2 separate regions of the Macaca mulatta genome follow, and region 2 is linked to region 1. Evidence: chromatin contacts called from public Hi-C data. All regions are on one chromosome and are shown on one strand. The core of a region is the stretch at or near the end of the contact, and the rest is flanking DNA. Distances in the headings are between cores, read along the strand shown.

Region 1 (7,203 bases), core at 2,983-5,482:
CATTGTAAAACTCAAAGATTAAAATGTGAGTAAGTCTGTGCCTTTCAGCTAAATCTGGAAGTACCAACTCTCAGCCTCCCCAGAAGTACAATGAGGCTGGAGTCAGAAGATGCCACCACCCCAGAGGATGTGAGCCTACCTGTGGAGGCCTTGATCCCCACCACTAGGATGGGGCAGGTGAGACCAGACCCTTCCCTCTTCCCCACCATGGTCTCCCTACACCCTCTGACCCCACTCTCTGTCACAGAACAGGCAAGTGGCCAGCTCCAAACTAGGGTGACGCCCACGGCCAGTGCTGAGCATGCTGCACCAGAACAGGTGTTCACCCACCTGGCCCTGAGCCCTTTTCTGGGAGAACGGGGACAGAAGGCTCTGAGTCCTGGGCTGCACCCAGGATGGAAGGAGGTAGAGAAACAGGCAAACAGCATATCCAATGATGCCATGGCCAGCCAGGCCTGCCCACTCAGAGCCTTGGCCCAGTACACCCTAGGCGGCAGGCGGGGAACAAGCAACACTCCTGGGTGGCCATTCTCTTCCTGTCCTCATCCTCCTCAAGGGTCATTCCTGGCACTCCACTCAGCCCCAAGGTGGATGACTGCATGAACTCCCTAGGGTGAGGGGTGAGTAGAAGCCCACGAAGCCCCCCTACTGCCATGCAACCCCATCGCATCTCCACTGAACTCTGGGCAGAAAACGGCTGCCTGATGGGAGCTGTTATTTAGGTTCCAAGACTACTTTGGTGGCTCTGAGAATAAATTCTTCAAGGCAATGTCCTTGCTCTGCCCTTCTCCAGGGTGGGACCCAGAGTTACTGGCCCCTCCATCCCATGGAGCTGATTCTGCAACCCTCACTTCCTAAGCACATGTAAGGCTCACCTGTTCTTTAAAGACCTGCAAAAAGTGTTCTTTCTTGGCTGCAACCTAACTCCCTCCTGCCACACCTAAGGCCCATTTCTTCTGGTTCTGCCCTCAAATGATTCAGAGAGATTAGAGGCAGAGTTATTCCTAGAGTGACATTTTTACTAGTCCACAGTACAACAAAAAAAGACAATGGAATATCTATTTGTTGGCATAAAGTCCATTGACCATCTTTTCTTGGGAATAATTGTTTTCCTTCTTCTTCTTTTTTTTTTTTTTTTTTCTCTTTTTTGAGACGGGGTCTCACTCTCTCACCCAGGTTGGAGCTCAGTGGTGTGATATTGGTTCACTGCAACCTCTGCCTCCCAGACTCAAGCAATCCTCTGGCCTCAGCCTTCCAAGTAGCTGGGACTACAGGCATGCGCCACCACACCGGGCTAATTTTTTGTATTTTTGGTAGAGACAGGGTTTTGCCATGTTGCCCAGTCTGGTCTCGAACAGCTGAGCTTAGGCAATCCATCCGCCTTGGCCTCCCAAAGTGCTGGAATTACAGGCATGAGCCACCGTGCCTGGCTGGGACTAACAGATTCAGATGATGTCATTCCTATTTTGAGAATTAAAATGTATTTATTAGGTCAGGCGTGGTGGCTCACACTTGTAGTCTCAGCACTTTGGGAGGCTGAGGTGAGTGGATCTCTTGAGCCCAGGAGTTTCGAGCCTGGCCTGGGCTCAAGCAAAACCCCCACTCTACAAAAAATACAAAAATTAGTTCAGCATGGTGGTGCATCTCTGTAGTCCCAGCTACTCTGGAGGCTGAGGCGGCAGGACTGCCTGAACCTGGGAGGCAGAGGTTGCAGTGAGTTGAGATCACACTACTGCACTCCAGCCTGGGTGACAGAGCCAGACTCTGTCTCAAAAAAACAGAAGTATTTTCTTTAATGATGGTGATAATAGATGGTAGGTACGTTCTGTGTGCTCTTAGGGAGCATAAATTAAAAGCTGCAGCTCTTTATGGGAACCTGGCTTTCACTTGTTTTCTTGCTTTTTCTGTCAAATCCAGAAATCTGGAACCACTGGTTAAAGAGAAGTCTGACAGCCAAAATACACACAGCCAGCTGTGAGTTACTTACCTGCCTTACCCAGGAAAAGGACATGGGCTGCTCAAGCACACACCTCTTTGCCATCTATGCCAGCATTTTTACCTTCAAGGCCGATGTTCTCATCATGTTAAGTACATTTGAGTTTAGTAAATAAGTACGGGTTCTAGCCAGGGTTCAAAACCAGTTCAGGGCAGGGCGCGGTGGCTCAAGCCTGTAATCCCAGCACTTTGGGAGTCGGAGACAGGCAGATCACAAGGTCAGAGTGGCCAGCCTGGCCAACATGGGGAAACCGCGTCTCTACTAAAAAATACAAAAATTAGCTGGTGATGTGTACCTGTAATCCCAGCTACTCAGGAGGCTGAGGCAGAACTGCTTGAACCCACGAGGCGGAGGTTGCAGTGAATCGAGATCGCACCACTGCACTCCATCCTGGCAACAGAGGGAGACTCCGTCTCAAAACCAGTTTAGTCACGGATTTAGCTTTGTGGTCTCCTTGTGCCTCATTTTCCCCACCTGTAAAATAGAAACAATAAGACTTACTTCATGGGATTGCGAGGATTAAGTAAAGCACTTGGAACAGTGCCCAGCACACAGAGCTCAACAAATGTTGACTATAATCCTAATTATCTCCGCAGGTTTCACCTGGACAACATGTGGGGTGTGGGCAGGCAGTGAGAACACAGACGGTAGCCCTCAATGCATCCCAGCCTGAAAAGCACATGAGTCAGCCCTTCCTTCCACTTACCCACTACCTCTCACGCTAGTCGTTGTCTTTTTTTTTTTTTTGATACGAGTCTGGCTCTGTCTCCCAGGTTGCAGTGCAGTGGCGCCATCTCGGCTCACTGCAAACTCGGCCTCCCAGGTTCGAGCAATTCTTGTGCCTCAGCTTGCCGAGTAGCTGGAACTACAGGCGTGCACCACCGCGCCTGGTTAATTTTTGTATTTTTAGTGGATTGGATTTCACCATTTCGGCCAGGCTGGTCCCGAACTCCTGCTCTCAGGTGATCTGCCTGCCTCGGCCTCTCAAAGTGCTGGGATTACAGGCATAAACCACCACACCAGACCTCCCTGGTCTTCTTAAAGTGAATCAATCCGAATTCCTGTAATCCATGTAACTGCTTTGAGTGACTCTGGAACCCTCTTTGAAGCCCCCACAAATACCTAAAAGAGGAGCAGGAGCGCTACAACACATTCCCCTAAACTGTGTTTCTAAGAACCATCCAACTACCTGTGGAACCCTAAGGCCCCTTCCTCATCTCTTTACCAATATCCTGGCAATGGTTGTTTGAGCCTAGTTAATGACAGAAGCTCCAGCCAGATGCTGTTGGGGGTCCTCTACGAAAAGACACCGCCATTCCCGAGGGTGATACTGCAGCGGCCCAGTACTTGTGCGCATAGAAGCTAAGGGGAAATTGCCCTACCCTAAACTCCAGTGAAAAGCCCTTTGCAGTCCGACAGGCTTGCATTCACATCCCAGCAGTGTGGGGTTTGGACAAATTCCATAATCTGAGTCTGTTTCCTCTTCTAGAACGCGAGTCTATGAATTCCTGTCTACTGCCTGGAAGTGCCGCTGTCAGGACTGACTAAGATAATGTGTGTACTTTCGGTGCACAGGGGACGCTCAACACGTGCGAGCTTCCCTTGCAGAAAACCAAGAGATGAAAGGCTGGGGGCCGCCCCTGCCTTGACGTGCATCCCATACTCTCCGAGATCATCTCTCCCCAGCTAGCGCTTACTCCTGCCCAGGAACCAGATCCTGGGGCCTCCGGGTAGCTCCGGCTAAGGCGCGGGAAGCAGAGGGGGCCAGCGCCCCCAGAGGAGGAGGTTGGGGGGGAAGGAGGCCGCGCCTTTCCCCGCCCCGGGCCTCCCCCCGTCTTGCTCTCCCTCCCCGGACTACCTCCTCCCCCCGCGCGCATCCGGCGACGGGCACAGGATGTTCTTTCGCTCCCGTCCCCGCTCCGCCCCCGCTCTCACTTTCTCTTCGCTCCCCTCCCCCACTCGCGCCGCGCCCGGCGCCGGCACCTAATTTAACTCTTTCTCTCCCGCGCTCGTTGGCGCCTGTGCGCCTCCTGGGCGGGGGTCCCATCCTTCCCGCCCGCCCCCCAGGACGTGGAGCGAGGGGGCTGACCGGGAAGGGGCGGGCCTGAGCTGAGCGCTGGGCCCAGGTTCTCAGGATCCTTTAGCCCGCAGCTGGTGGAGAGGGCTCACCGGGATCCGGCACTCTAGAACCCCCGCTAGTTCACCCGGGTAAGGGTGGGGGTGGAGATGGGTACCCACACTCGAGACAGCTGCGCGCCCAAGAAAGGCGGCCAGGCGGGCTTAGATGCTGGCCCGGCGGGGGGCGAGTAGGGTCAAGGGCCACCAACCTCATCCTCCCCCCAGGTTCGGATGCGGAGGGGCCCAGGGCACCAGCAGAGGATGGAGAGAGGCCACGCCCCTCGGCGACGTCACTGATGTCAAGGCAACCGGGGGCGGGACGGTGGGCTACTGAAGGGCAGACCTCAGGGAATTGAGGCTGCCGGTGGCTCTGGGACGGGGTGGGGGTGGGGGTGGGGGCGCAGCAGGGGCGGGCTTTTCAATTTGCTTCAGTCAATGATGTCCAAAAAACGGAGTGAGGGTCAGCTTCTGTTCGCTCTTTGATTCAACAGGCATTTATTGAGCGTTATGCTTGGGGCTGTGCTTAGGCACTGGGATATTGCGTGCCATCCGAACCCTGCCAGTTGTTGTGAACTACGGTAGGGTGGCTCTGCGTCCCTGGAACGGACGTAATTATTAACAGTGCCCCTTTTCAAGTTTAAAGTGTCCCAGTATGGGCAGTAGTTAAGGAACACCTTTCTCCCAATTCAGAAAAGGCTCCAACCATACGGGGAAGGAATATAAACTATTGGGTACAACAGGCACTTTCCTGGTGCTTTGTATTCTCTGTAATTTTTGCCCCTCATTCTGCAAAACGAGTGTCACTAGCGGCTTTTACAGACGAAGAAACTGGCTCAGAGAGGTTAAGAGACTTACCCAGGGCCAAACAGCTAAGTGTTGGAACCAGGATCCAGACCCAAGTTTTATGTGCCCTCCAAAGTATTTCGTGCCTGCTTCTCAAAATAAGTAGATGATGTCAAATAAATAAAAGACACTGTCCCTGCCATTAAAAAGCCTACAGCCTATGGGAGAAGAGGTTTAAAATACTGCAGGACATAACTAAGCAATAAAACATAAAAAAGATTAGGTGGGGCACGGTAGCTCACTCCTGTAATCCCAGCACTTTGGGAGGCTGAGGCGGGTGGATCACCTGAGGTCAGGAGTTTGAGACCAGCCTGACCAATATGGTGAAACCCCGTCTCTACTAAAAATGCAAATATTAGCTGGGCGTGGTGGTGTTCAACTGAAGTCCCAGCTACTCGGGAGGCTCAGATAGGAGAATTGCTTGAACTGGGGAGGCAGAGGTTGCAATGAGCCGAGATCGCCCCACTGCACTCCACCCTGGGCGACAGAGCAAGACTCAATCTCAAAAAAAGAAAAAAAAAGGAAAAGATTAAAGGCAGCTCACAGGCTCAGAGGGAAGCCACTAGTTATGCCACTCTCCTTTCCACATTCTGCCCTCCTCTGTGGTTTTGTCTCTTACTGAACAGGGACTCCTAGCAGGCATCTGCCCTCATTCTGCTCTGCACCCAAGGTTTTGCAGTTGGTATTTGCCACAACCTTCCTGATATTAACTTGGATGTCGGCCTCTCCCTTCCCCACCAGCTCCCCACCTCCAGCCACCTAAGATTTTGGGGAAATGAAAAACAGTGGCCCTTCAAAACAAAAGGGCCCCAGTGAGCATTGGGAAGCCAATAGGCTTGATGGGACTGGGGAGACCAAGGCAGGAGAGAGAATTGGAACGGTGGAAAGGGAACACCACCAAATGGATGGGTCACTTGAGGAACATTTGCTGCCCTCCTGCTGTGCAGGAGGCACTGCACTCAACCCTGTGGCCTGGACATGCCATGAGTGAATTCAGGTCCCATCTCACAGAGAATACACAGCTTAGCTAGTGTACTCACTGTGCTTGGTTGAGGAGTCTGAAGTTGATAACATACACAATAAATGATGTTTGAGAAAGATTATTCCAGCAGGGTGTGTAGGAGGAAGGAAAAAGAAAGGACAGTGTAGCAGCTGCTGTGAGAATTTGGGCCAAAGGTGGAATCTATGGGGCTGGAGGGGAAAGGGTGAAGGAGAAAAGTAATGAACAAACAATATATTTTGAAATAAAAGCAACAAAGGGAAGAATTTGATAAGATATCAGACATAAGGATGATGAAGGAGAGAAAGTAGTTAAACATTAATCTACCTTTGCAGTGAGTTTCAGGACTGGGAGGGTCATGGTGGGCAATGGGGAGGAGCTGGTGTGAGGGACATGAATATGAGTTCAGTCACTTCTAGGCCATGTAAGGGCAGGTGTCCCGTAGGTGACTGGACTTGGAGATAGGGAAGTCCAGAAGAGCAGTGGGCTGCTGTCTGAGAGTGTCCCTGTCATAGCCTCGAGCAATCACTGACCTGGGATCACGGACAGATTTCAAGCATCAGGAAGAAGGTGGGAGTAGATGGCAGTGAAGGTGCCTCCCAACTGGGAGATGCAGTGTGCATTGGCTGGGTGAGAGCCTGTGTGGGAAGTGTGATGTATGTATGGGAAGGGGGTCCACGGCTCAGGCCTGTGTTGGCATCTTTAGCCACAGAGGGTGCCAGAGATGCCATCAGATGGCAGGAGGCCCAGGTAAGGCACTTCAGCAGCCTGAGGTCCCTCCCCTAGGCCCACCCTCAAAGGCCCTGGAGCCCAGGCCTATGCTGCCTGCCAGGGCCTTTCCCGGAACCACTCCTCCCCGCCTGCCCTGGCACTCTCCAGGCACAAAGCATCCCTCAGGGCACTGCGCAGCACCCCAGGAAGCTGGGACGTGGGGCAGGTCCCCATCCCCAGGAAGAGCCCTGCTCTGGGCTGCTGTCATCATCACAATGGCCCCACAAGATGCCAGGACACAGCATAGGGACAGCATAAGTCCCCAGTGGGGACCCCAAATGGGACCCCATTTCCCCTGCATAGAGGTGGAAGGAGGAGGTTTGTGGCTAGGTGGCAGGATTCCTGGGTCTTTATTGTGGTTTGGGGGTGGGGGCAGAAAAGCAGGGTCTCAGGCTTCAAAACACCACACCACCTGCCTGTTCCTCCCTCCGAGGAGGAAATCTTCAGGGGCCTTGTGGTTTTGAGGGGAGGGGGC
Region 2 (7,203 bases), core at 3,384-5,883, 400 kb after region 1:
TCAAGATCTTAAATCTGGATCCTGTGTCAGTGGTGATCAGGGACTCCTGAGTAAAGAAAATGGGATTACCTCATTGGTGCATCTGTCTTCATCTGTTGGTGAGCAGAAGCCACTGTGTGAGTATCATGTGCATGCCCAAAACACTGTACAACACTGCAGGATAGAAAAAACCCCAACAGCTTTAGCTGAGAAATGCCAGGGGCCCTAAAAGCAACTCTAATAAGTTATACCCACCATAACTCAAAGAGTGCTCCCAAGGTAATCTGGTTCCTCGTCTGTCCCTTACACACCACCCTGAGATGTGATTCTGAGCCTGAGTCAGCAAATATTTCCCCAATCCTGGAAGGAGTCTGCTCGCTCCCAAGCACGCAGACACTGGCTTTGCTGATTTTATCAGGTCGGGGCAGAAGGAGCAGGCAAGGTAAGAAAGGAGCTGGTGCCCAATACCCCCCATGGGTAGCAGCTCATAAATGAACATGTCCTGAGTCATAGTTGATTCCTTCACCAAAGCCCCTGGAGAATGAACTGGAGTCACATCCCAATCACCAGCCTGCTGAGTTATGAAGGCTAGGAGCCTTCTGCCAAGGAAGAAGAACCATATGTCTGAAACCTGATGCAAGGGGCCATGTTCTCCCTGCCAGGTTCAAGGTAAGTTCCAAGGGCTCCTCTGACATCCCGGAATCCAGCTGTTGCAAGCAGCCCCTCCCCCTGGCTCCAAAGGCAGAGAAAAATGCTCAGGGACACCAAACCATCTCAAGAAGCAGCTACTAGGTAATCTGGGACAACATGGCATAGACAATGGCGTCGGGCACAGGGCTAAGCAAGGGCCTGGCAGAATGGACAAAGCCCACAGAGACCTGGATAGGGAGGAAGAGAACGTTTCCAGCATGGGCAATGCTGAGCAGTGGAGCTGGGTCCTGCAATTTCCAGGCCCTTCAGAGGCACTGGAGGAAGGCACCACTGTTCAGCTTCCCAGCCTGCAGGGAGCACTCAGGGAGCTGGGCCTCAGGGACAGGATACAGCTGAAGCCCTTAAACTGACAGATCCAGGGTGGTTGCGGTGGCTCACGCCTGTAATCCCAGCATGTTGGGAGGCCAAGGTGGGCAGATCACAAGGTCAGGAGATCGAGACCATCCTGGCTAACATGGTGAAACTCCGTCTCTACTAAAAAATACAAAAAACTAGCCGGGCGTGGTGGCGGGCACCTGTAGTCCCAGCTACTCGGGAGGCTGAGGCAGGAGAATGGCGTGAACCCAGGAGGCAGAGCTTGCAGTGAGCCGAGATCATGCCACTACACTCCAGCCTGGGCGACAGAGTGAGACTCTGTCTCAAAAAAAAAAAAAAAGTGACAGGTCCAACTCCTGAGAGAGAGGAGCTGCACTACTCCAGGATGTGCCAGAATCCGCAGGCCCTGAACACATCTTGCACAACAGTCAGGACAGCTGTAGGCCCAAAGCAGAGGCCTAATGGCTTCCTAGGCCAGTACCCTACACTCTCTATCCTCTTACCAGGCCCTAAGGGAAGGGGTCTAAGGGACCACGGGTGGGGTTGAAAGGCTGAGGAGGAGCAATTCTTCCTGAATGGGTTAAGGCATATATTACACAAGAAGGCCATGATGAAGAGGCAGAGAAAGGCAGCCGAACGAGCAGTCCGTGTAATCTCAGTGCTCTGGGAGGCCAAGGTGGGGAGGACTGCTTGAGGTCAGGAGTTTGAGACATTGTGAGAGCCTGTCTTTACCAAAAAATTGTTTTTTAATTAGCTGAGTATGGTGGCGTACACCCATAGTCCCCGCTACTCTGGAGGCTGAGGCAGGAAGATTCCCGAGCCCAGGAGTTCGAGGTTACAATGCACTATGATAGCACCACTGCACTCCAGTCTGGGCAACAGAACAAAACCTTGTGTCACAAAAGAAAGAAGGAAACAAAATCCAGACCCAGACTCTGCAAAAATCACTGAATGGGAAGGAATTTGGTAATTGACAATCATGACTACCTTCTCAGAAAACGAGAGTGGACAAACTGCAAGAAGCTATCCAGCTGGGGCTGCTGGTGCCCAAGCTGCTCCACAAGGACTGGCCTTGACCTGTTCTCAAATCTCTCACCTGTCACCACAGCAGAGAGCACTACTAAGGGGTAAGCGCGGCCAGGAGTAACAAACTGCTCAAAAGAGTAAGGAGGAGTCCTTGAGAGCCAGAGACTAGACTAAAAATCTGTCCAACACTTGACCTCTACCCCTTTAGAATGATTCACTAAAACCCTGGAGAGATGCTATTCACAGGAACATGGAAACCCTCTGGTCCAGTCTGCCCAAATCCTTGCAAGTGCTGCAAAGGGGGTCTTGGGGTCAGTGGAGAGGGGACTGGCTCAATGACAGGCCATCCACAATCCTACTGCTTTCACAGAAAACAGTGCACAAGAGGATTACAAAACTTTAAAGTCTGGTCAAGCTGGTTCCTTTGGCTCTCCACCACAGCTCCTAAAGGTTGCCAACTCCTGTGTCCAATCTGGCTCAAAGACAGCACAATTATGAAAAGAGGAGCCCTAGAAACCTGGGGCCAGGTGAAACAATGAGCCTTCATCTCTAAACATGAGAGTGGGTCATGCTTTCAGAATCCTCCAAGATCAGACTGGGTAGAAACAAAGGATATGTTATTTCTTGAATATTTCTTTAGAGAACCAACACCAAATAAAGGAGCTCAAACTGAAGGATATGAAGAGAATTTTCTGTCTGGTAAGGTTAAACATCCAGACACACATGTAAGGTGGTGGGCTCTCAAGTCCCAGAAAAGACAATCTATGTGACTGGAAGCAGACGTGTCTGCTCAAGTTCCTGACAAGGTCTAACTACTGCGGCCCCACAACCTGCCCAGGTAGTTATCAATCTGATACCTCATACTATGCCTGTGCGAAGGGAACAGAACTTTGGGGTTGCCCTTCCTCTTGGATACAGAGGAAATTAAGCTCCCAGGGAAAAAGAGGGAGAATTTGGATTCCCTAGATTCAGAAAAGAACAAAGAAAAAAGAGGGAGAAGAGACTCCAAGAGAACATGTTCAGTGACCAACATCAGAGGCACATTCAGTTAGCCAAAGATTGTCAAAGAGATATGAGAGAAAATCAGCAGCTGTTTCAAGCCACCAATAATAAAAGGACAGATGCCCGCCAGCCCCAGGGCTATCAGGCCAGCAATCTATTTCAAAACTCGAACGGGAAAAAAAAAGTTCTGGAGCCAGTACACAGAAAAAAGGTTGAAGACCACAAGGATTTTCTGGGGCACAGCTTCTGGAGAATTCTCTTAGCCCTCTGGGATGGAGCACAGGGTGGAGGGTGGGAGTGAGGGCACACAAAGGCTGGGGTATCACGGTATAAGTGTATTCCATATATCCAGAGTGGAAAGACACAAAACCCTGGTTCCTGGAAAGGGAAAAGAATTGGACAAAGCCTCTGGCTACCCGAGGCACACATCCAGCTCAGCGCCGTCTCTCCCCAAGGGTTCCTGGAAGTCAACAGCCCTATAAAGGGGAAGTATTAAAGCTGAGATGAGAAGAATGGCCTACAAATTGGACATCATCTCTGATGCAACACCCAAGTAAATTCTCCCACACAATCTGTTATTTCCTTTAGTCAATCAGCCTCCTAATTCGATCAAGGTCTGAACACCTCCACCCCACCCCATGGTTCTGTCAACTGCAGGTCAAGTGAAAGTAGAGTGTGGAGCTAACGCTTCTCCCTGAAGCAGGGGAAAGGAACAGGGAGAGAAAAGGAGGTAGACGACAGGAATGTAGGGGACGGAACCGATACGAAGGAAATTGGAAAGAGGAGCAAAAACAGGGCCTCTTAGGGAGCCAAGGTGAAAGTCTTAGGGAGAGAGGGACTGCAAGCCCGGAGCTGGAAAAAGCCTAGGAACACCCTGGGGAAGAGGATGAGGACCTATAGTACTGGGAGGGATCAGGCCACAGATAAGGGGACAAGGATGGGGAAAGACAGTAAAGCCTGCGAGAACAAGGATGGGAGGATGAAGGCAGGAGACAAGGATAACGAGGGGGACAGAGGAAAAGATCCCCGAAAAGACCCTAGGTAGATACGGCAATGGATTCGGGGACACCAGAAAGGGGTGAAGGAAGAGATCAGAGGCAGGGGAGGGGAGTGGGAGAGGCCCCCGGGCCTGAGACAGGGTTCTCCTAAGTGGGAGGAGACGGAGCCACGAGGCCCAAGAAGGGGCACAGAGTCGGGTGGAAGGAGGCCCGTGTTTCGGACTCACTCACGCAGCTATGGGGGTCCAAGGGCGGGGGGCGCAAGGGCGGCGGGGCGCCTACACGGCAACGCACGGCGGCTGACCGGAGCGGGCCGGAGCATCAGGAAGCCGCCGCGACGCTGTCCGCGGACCCTGGCAGCTCCTCGCACCCCGCGCCCCGCCGCCGGGCCTTGCGCCCCAGTCCCGCTGGCCGCCTCGGCCCAGGCCCGCCGCTTCCCTCCGCCACTTGCCTGCCCGCTTCTCTCGTCTCAGACTGACCTGTCCCTGCTGCCTACGGCGCCACCGCCGCAGTCCCACAGGCTCCGCAGAATTCTCCCGCTCCTGCCAAAACTTTTCCCATTAATCCCCAGGTCCGCGGCTGCCGCAGCGTCACACGCTCCGCGGCCCGGCCCCGCCCCCACCAGCGCGACGTCACCGCGCTGCTCGGCCCTTCCCTCTCCACGCCCCCTTCCGCCTGGCGGCGACCAATCATCACGCCTTCTGGAGACTCCCCTGATTCTGCCTCTCCGCCCACCGCACGCTGCCCAGGGCCCGCCTGTGGCGCCCTCTGGTGCGGGATGCGGACATAGCAGCTAAGGGAGAGCGCCTGGGCCAGTAGAGCAAGTCCAGCAAGTGTCACAAGAGGGAATTTAAAGCTGGAAGGGAATTTCGAGGTCATGTAGTGCAACCTCCTCATCTTACAGTGAAGAAACTTAGTCCTAGAAAAGGTACGGAACTTGCAGTTGGAGAGACTCTTAACCCAGTGCTAGGTCCACTGGAGGAGATCATACCGCCTGTAATTTTCAAAAAAGGACTTTCCGCCTTCAAGAGGCTTCTACAACTGGAAATTTACGGTCTTGGAGTTCTTAACCTTTCTTCCCATGTGCTTATGTAATATGCTTATTCACCTAAAATAGGGGACATCCTCCCTATTGTTGTAGAAAATTCTGTTCTTACATCTTAATCCAGGTCTTGAAGACCTGGAAGGGACCTATTAACCCAACCTATCGCTTAAGATGACCACAGAAAGCTACCTAGCCCCTGGGAGACAATCTGGTGGAAGAAGCTGGCTTTCATCTGGCGATGAACAAAACTTGACTCTCAGGTATATGACCAACGGCTCCTCTCCATCATCATTAAATATTACCCCTCGCCTCTCCTTCGGCCACACCTTCCGTAGGCCACAAGCTCCTTAGGCCACACCCTAGCTATCTGGATGAGTGATTTTTTTTTTTTTTTTTTTTTTTTTTGAGAGACAGTTTCACTCTGTCGCCCCTGCTGGAGTGCAATTGCGCAATCTCAGCTCACTGCAACCTCCGCCTCCCGGGTTCAAGTGATTCTCCTGCCTCAACCTCCCAAGTAGCTGGGATTACAGGCACGTGCCACACGCCGCCCGGCTAATTTTTTTATATTAATTAATTAATTATTTTTTTTTGAGACGGAGTCTAGCTCTGTGGCCCAGGCTGGAGTGCAGTAGCGCCATCTCTGCTCACTGCCAGCTCCGCCTCCCGGGTTCACGCCATTCTCCTGCCTCAGCCTCCCGAGTAGCTGGAACTACAGGCACCCGCCACCACGCCCGGCTAATTTCTGTATTCTTAGTAGAGACAGGGTTTCACCATGTTAGCCAGGATGGTCTCGATCTCCTGACCTCGTGATTCGCCCGCCTCGGCCTCCCTAAGTGTTGAGATTACAGGCGTGAGCCACCGGGCCCGGCCACGCCCAGCTAATTTTTGTAGTTTTAGTAGAGACAGGGTTTTGCCATGTTGCCCAGGCTGGTCTTGAACTCCTGGACTCAAGTTATCCTCCCACCTCAGCCTCCCAAAGTGCTGGGATTACAGGCGTGAGCCACCGTGCCTGGCAGGGATAAGTGATTTTTTTTCCCCTTCTTTCGGCTTCTCTTTTTTTTCCCCCTACTTTTTGAAATGCTTCTGCATTATATTTGTAACTTAGACGTCAACTTCCTTGTCCTTTGAGATTGAGGTAAAAATGGACTGTGAAAGTTAAAGCCCCTCCCTTAATATTTTTTGCAAATATCTGGGGATTTATATTCTCCTAAATATCTCTGCCTCTGGGTTTCTGCTTTTGCCAGGCTGTTGCTGTACCGCAGTTCAGAAGTCTGGAGAGGAAACTCAGCTCTCCCTGAAGACTGCCCGCACCCTTCCCACACAAAACATTCACGAGTACAAAGACATTGGGGTACTCTGGGCCCTGGGGGAGGTCATATGATACATGGCAAACAGTTTAAACTCACCCCTCAGAAGTTTTTAAAAGTCCTTTCCACACCCCCAGCTGAGGTTTTCTAACTGGCCCTGCACCCTCTAGCCTCCTCCCAAATCACTAACTCTCCCTCCTGCCCCACCATTCTCTCCTCTGTCCCACCCTCTCTGGAGAAAACACAAATTCCTCTGGCTTTCTAGGGAGAAAGAGAAAGAGACATTTTAACCGTATCTCTTTGTTGCTTAAATTCCTGCCAACACTCATGCTTTGAAGATCTGTCTACCCCTATCAGGCTTATTTCCCCTGTAAACTAAAAATAAAATCCTAAGCCCCCTAATTGAATGGACCCTCTTGGCCAAGGGGACCCCAGAAAAACCTTAAAAACTGAATTTCCAACCATGACAGGTCAGGAAGTCAGACATGCCTGGTTATACTCCCTCCCTTTTGCAGTTTAGACACAACATCTGACCAGCATCAATGTTAAAATACAGATCATAGGCCGGGCGCAGTGGCTCACGCCTGTAATCCCAGCACTTCGGGAGGCCGAGGCAGGCAGATCACAAGGTCAGGGATCGAGACCATCCTGGCTAACTCGGTGAAACCCCATCTCTGCTAAAAATACAAAAAATTAGCCGGGCGTGGTGGCAGGCGCCTGTAGTCCCAGCTACTTGGGAGGCTGAAGCAGGAGAATGGCGTGAACCCAGGAGGCAGAGCTTGCAGTGAGCCGAGATCGTGCCACTGCACTCCAGCCTGGG

What was found. A called contact is a pair of places that touch in the nucleus more often than the background predicts.
Region 2: a contact with region 1 is called in a Hi-C map of fetal cortical plate, with 4 times the contacts expected there. The contact joins the promoter of PPARD here to the promoter of FKBP5 in region 1. A contact is called at or near these places in 2 of 14 Hi-C or Micro-C datasets (fetal cortex germinal zone and fetal cortical plate).

Annotation. Positions count from the first base shown.
Region 1 is chr4:146,533,849-146,541,051 of T2T-MMU8v2.0, forward strand. FKBP5 (FKBP prolyl isomerase 5) reads left to right here and starts at 4,233. Exons shown (of 13, transcript XM_078000277.1): 1 at 4,233-4,302. It overlaps ARMC12 (armadillo repeat containing 12), which reads right to left and starts at 2,417. Exons shown (of 8, transcript XM_078000291.1): 1 at 1,672-2,417; 2 at 1-1,262.
Region 2 is chr4:146,930,141-146,937,343 of T2T-MMU8v2.0, forward strand. PPARD (peroxisome proliferator activated receptor delta) reads right to left here and starts at 4,634. Exons shown (of 5, transcript XM_078000255.1): 1 at 4,511-4,634.